2 separate regions of the Gossypium hirsutum genome follow, and region 1 is linked to region 2. The links are chromatin contacts, called in public Hi-C maps. All regions are on one chromosome and are shown on one strand. Each heading gives the region's core, a stretch centred on a gene start, on an enhancer-like site or on the middle of the called end of the contact. The rest is flanking DNA. Distances are from core to core; before and after follow the strand shown. Region 1 holds the start of LOC107892051 (dihydrodipicolinate reductase-like protein CRR1, chloroplastic). Region 2 holds the start of LOC107892057 (zinc finger CCCH domain-containing protein 48).

Region 1 (2,700 bases), core at 82-2,581, 590 kb after region 2:
ATACCTCGGCTAATTCAAGATCCAACCGGCCGGTTCGATTCAAATAACACTGGCTTTATATTTGTAATTTTTTTATTGACTTTTTTTTAAAAAAAAAGAAAGACAAAAATGTCATCATAATAATATAACTTAATTAAAATATACAAGGTTAATTTGATAATTTCTTTTGACTGAATTGTGTCAAGTTGACTCTTGACACTAACTCAATCATATGAAAATATCATATAACAAAATTTTTAAGGTTACTACAAGCTATATAACTGATGATTGTTAAATTTTAAGGTAAACTGCGTAGTTGGTCATATAACTTTAATAAGTTTTCATTTTAGGCATTAGAAATAAAAAATTTGCAATTAGGCACTGCCATTAACAATTGTTTTCATTTTAGTCACTCAACTTTAATAAGATTTAATTTTTGGTCAACCGTTCATTCAATTTATTGTACACTCTTTTTAGTCATAAAATTTTAATAAGTTTTCATTTTGGCCGCTCACTTTTTAAAAATTAATTTTAATATTTTCAAAATAAACCTAGCTTTTGTACGACATTGAGTTATTCAATCCTGGAGATGAAACCATGTTTAACTCAATTCTCCATACAAACCAAGTATTTTCCTGAAGAAACCTAGGTTGGAAAATTAAAAAAAAAAATGGTTTTCCCTGTGAAAACCCAATGTTTTAAAAATTAAAGGGAATTAAAAAGATTTTTCCCTATAATTCCTATAAACCCTTGGTTTTTCCCTTTTACAGAGAAGAAACAAAAAATAATTCTAAAAGGTTAAATTAAATTAAATTAAATTTTAAAAGAAAAATGAGTAACCAAAATGAAAAGTTATTAAAGTTGAATGACTAAAATGAGTGTAAAATAATATTGAATTAATAGCGAGTGATCAAAATAAAAGTCTATTAAATATGGGAGACTAAAATGAAAAACGGTTGTTAACAATAGTACTCAATTTGTAATTTTTTTTATTCTCAATACCCAAAATAAACACTTATGAAAGTTAGATAATCAAACTGTGTAGTTTATAACACCTCGGATTTCTTTTGCTTTGGGTTTCAATTAATCAAATATTTATTACTTGATAAAATCAAAAAGCAAACGGTGAATTTTTATTTCACCGAATCTTATAATTAAAAGAGTAAAGAAAAATAAAATACTTAGCAGCCTATTTCATGAATTATACGAGCTCACTGCTAAGACATGCATGTCGCTATCATACAATACTCTCCAAAAGAGGCTTGTCAAAACCCACACAAACCTTATCCGAGGAACAAAGCATGCGTGACAATAAAAGGTTTTAGGCAAAGAAGATTTTACCCTTATCAGCTGAGAAGGCTCAGTAGCTAAATATATTTAAGAACATCCATGGCGACCTTGAGCTGCCAGTTTCATCTTGCTATCCATCGACTTCCTTGCAATGCCAGAGTTAGGCCTTCCTTCTCTTGCTCAGTGCAACCCTCTCAAAGCAATATTAAGGTAGTGGTTCAATACCTGCACAAAAAATTTTCTGCGTTACTATTCATGGTGATTAAGAAGTTGTTTGTTCACAATTTGGGGAAACAGGTTGTTATAAATGGAGCAGCAAAGGAAATAGGAAGGGCTGCAGTAATTGCAGTGACTAAAGCTAGAGGAATGGAGGTGGCCGGTGCAGTGGATTCCTATTGTGTGGGAGAAGATATAGGAAAGGTTTAAAGTCCATTCATGTCTTGTTCCATGCACTTTTACCCCCTCAATAATCACTTGGCTATAAAATCCAACTTTTAACAGTTCCTTTTTCTACATTAGGTGTGTGATATGGAAGAGCCTCTAGAAATTCCTATCGTGAATGATCTCACTATGGTTTTAGGTTCGATATCTCAGGTAGCATTCCAATTTCAATATCTTTTTAAGTTGACTTCACCGGTCATACCATTTTGATCACAATAATTCTATCAGTCAAAAGAGACAGGAGTCGTTGTTGATTTCACTAAGCCTTCAGCAGTTTATGACAACGTAAAACAGGTTCGGTATCTAAACACTACTATATTCTTATATCAACTTATTTTGCAGCCTCAGTGAATAAGCAAGGATAAACCATATTTTTCATATGACCACTGAAATGTAAATTTTCTAAGAGTTATACTAGAATAGCTGATAATAGTTTTCTTTTCAACTTCTCATAGGCAACAGCATTTGGTCTGAGAAGTGTGGTTTATGTGCCTCGGATTACGGTTGACACAATATCAGCATTATCTGCATTTTGCGAGAAAGCCAGCATGGTGAGGACAGGGTGAGATATATTTCAATGTCTACTTGTCTCACAAAATATTTTATACCGCTTTAATTTGCAGAGCCAAGTAACTTGTTGTAATTCTAACGAATACGAAATATTTTAGGGTTGCCTAGTTGCACCAACTCTGTCTATAGGATCTATTCTCCTCCAGCAAGCTGCCATTTCAGCTTCCTTCCACTACAACAATGTAGAAATTGTTGAATCAAGGGCGCATGCAACAGTAAGCTACAAGTTACATTTGGGTTTTTATATTTTCTATGGCTTTCAGTACAAATGTCGAGATGCAGTTGTCACGGCAGTCATCCAAAGTTAAATGAAATAAACACACATCTATAGAATGTGTGGTGCAATGAAGTATATGAATGTAGTTTTGCATTATGCTTTGACAATTAAGTCTACATAACTCCAACATACATGTCCCTTGT
Region 2 (2,735 bases), core at 6-2,505:
CAATTCCGGTAACAACCTGCGCAGAAAACAAACCCATCATCATACACTGCTAAGAATATGTTATGTGCCTAACAACATGATAAAGACTTGAATCCCTCATCCAAAGTATGAGATGTTATGCTTTCCCACCCTAACACTTAGCTTTTCCGTGTGGTTCCCCACAGGTTTATATCAATTGGCATCAGAGTCATTCACCATAAGTATTTGTGGCAATCGTGAGGCTTGATTCCACATGGAAAGCATGTTATTTTCTAGTGAGATTCATATGAATGCAGACTCTACCCACCTAATAGCTAGCTTTTGCAGTGAGGTACTTCAAAAGTTCATACCAAAATTAACAGCATAAAAGAAAAAAGAGAAGGCAAATACACTTACTTTCTGGTGTCCATCAAGGTGATTCAACAAGGTAAAGCATTCCCCTAAACTCCAGGAATGTAAAAACCTACACTTGTCTCCGTAACTACAGTTCCCTTGCACCCAATAATTACACACTTTCTCCGTTTTCCGAACCACCTTATTAGCCCCCATTCTCCCCCAACTATTGTTATGATTATTATTGAAGTTGGGGCCTCGTCGTAGGGCCGGACCCGAAAACCCAGAATCATCGGCGAAACGTTTGGGGGCACCGGATCCATTAGAGGTAGCGGCGGCGGGGCCAGAAGGATGAGGCAGTTCACGGTGCAAGAAAGGGCATGGGAAACGGGAGCACTTACCGGCCCTCCAATGATAACAAACTTTCTGGTTTTTTGAGGAGTCGGGTGAGGCAGCTGAAGAACCTCCGAGTCGGTTAAAAACGCGCCTGTTGCCGCCGTCTAAATCCATAATCCCCAATTTTTGTATCGGTAACAGAAGATAGATGGAAGAAGCTTCGGATTAAGCGTCTGGGAATTCTTGGAGCGAAAGAATCCGATCATGAAAGAGACCGCTGAAACCCTAATTGATTATGCAATAACGCAAAAAAAAAATTTCTTCAAAAACAGAAAAAGGAGGAGGATGGTTGAGTGCTGCGGTGACCGTTGCCGCTGGAGAGAAGGTGGAGAATGGCTGAGAAAGGAAAACTAGACAAGATCGCGTCAGCTTTACGTTAAATAAATCGGTAAGTGAGATTATATAATCCATCTAGTTTTGCATTGCTCCTTAAATTGTTTTTGGGCCAAAAAGCATCTTGAGTAAAAACTAAAATTTTTTAGTTCTGATTTTAAATAAAAAAAATTGCAAAGCTTTTTTTTTTCCTTCGGAAGTCCTTTCAAAAAGCTTAAAAACATAGTGTTTGTTAAAAGCAATATTTATTAATATGGTATCTCGAATTGTTTATTTTAGGGTAAATTATAAAAATAATTATTTTTGTTTGGTTCAGATTATATTTTAGTCATTTATATTTGAAATGTTATATTTTTGTTACTTATGCTATCGTTTTATTATGAAGTAGTCACTTTATCGTTAAGTTCTATTACTTTCCTAACGACAATCTTACGTGGCAGTCTAAATGAATTTTAAATGCCAATTCGGATGTTCAACTGGGATGAGAACAGTTTTTCAATCAAAATGGAAAACAAAACTAAAATAAAAAGGATATAAACTTTTCTTTTCCAATTCAATGTGTAATTAATTTAAAAACTTGAATTAATTAAATTTATTTAATTAAAAACCTATCTCATCCTAGTTGGACATCTAAGTTGACAGTTAAAACTCATTTGAATTGCCACGTAGGATTGTCGTTAGGGAGGTAACGAAGTTTTAACGGCAGAGTAACTACTTTGTAATAAAACGATAACGTAAATGACTAAAATGTAACATTTCAAACATAAGTGACTAAAATGTAATATAAAGTAAACAAAAGTGGCTATTTGTGTAGTTTATCCTTTAATTTATAATATTTATTAATTTGGTATGATATCGAAAAAAATAAAATAATAATTGTCTTGAGATAAGAAATCCTCCGTAACATGATAAATTGAATCATTCTGTATTAAAATTATTTGTTTTTTTATACAATAGCTGAATTTATCTATAATTTTTTCCCAACTTTTAAATAGGAGGATAAACATGCTTCAGCATGCTCAAACCCGCATCCTCCTGCACAAACAATAATACCGATGCAAACCGAGTTAAAACTCAATTGGCATTAAAATTATTTATTTTTATACATTATCCCCACAATATATATTAGAGATTGTTTTAATAAATTGAATTTGAAGAAATGTTAACTATTGGGTTTGTCATGTGTCGTTCTAGTAAGTATGCCACAAATATGGACATCATTTTTCGATGCAATCTGAGTTAAAACTCAATCGAAATTAAAATTATTTATTTAGAAAATACAATAACTTTCTTGTTTTAGTCCCTAATAAATAATAAATTAAAATTATTTATTTAGAATTTTGTTTTTAATTTTATTTATTTATTTACTTACATTATTTTTGGTAAATTACAATAATAAGGTAAAGCCCGAACAACAAATGCGCCTAGCGCAACTTGAACCCAAATCACATCTGGAGCGGTGAATACCTTGACCATCAAGTCATCACATGATGTTTTTATTTAATTGCATTTTAAACGGAATTATTATATCCTTCAATGATATTTCACTGAAATTTTTAAAATTACATGCAGGTTTAACTAAAGACAAAAAGGGATTTCATTATGTAAATTTCATGTTTAATTTAATTGATGTGAAATGAAAATTTAAATTTTATTGTTGATTATCCATAATATTAAACTATTACCATTTATAA

Evidence for each region. A called contact is a pair of places that touch in the nucleus more often than the background predicts.
Region 1: a Hi-C map of leaf shows a contact between it and region 2, with 1.7 times the contacts expected there. The contact joins the promoter of LOC107892051 here to the promoter of LOC107892057 in region 2. A contact is called at or near these places in 4 of 34 Hi-C or Micro-C datasets (all in leaf).

The regions. Positions count from the first base shown.
Region 1 is chrD09:15,754,731-15,757,430 of Gossypium_hirsutum_v2.1, forward strand. It overlaps LOC107892051 (dihydrodipicolinate reductase-like protein CRR1, chloroplastic), which reads left to right and starts at 1,332. Exons shown (of 10, transcript XM_016817016.2): 1 at 1,332-1,479; 2 at 1,567-1,689; 3 at 1,789-1,863; 4 at 1,939-2,004; 5 at 2,166-2,261; 6 at 2,379-2,495. The coding sequence starts at 1,369. It overlaps LOC107892052 (protein COFACTOR ASSEMBLY OF COMPLEX C SUBUNIT B CCB2, chloroplastic), which reads right to left. Exons shown (of 8, transcript XM_041101848.1): 6 at 2,690-2,700; 7 at 1-1,494.
Region 2 is chrD09:15,161,926-15,164,660 of Gossypium_hirsutum_v2.1, forward strand. LOC107892057 (zinc finger CCCH domain-containing protein 48) reads right to left here and starts at 1,256. Exons shown (of 9, transcript XM_016817028.2): 1 at 376-1,256; 2 at 1-16. The coding sequence starts at 822.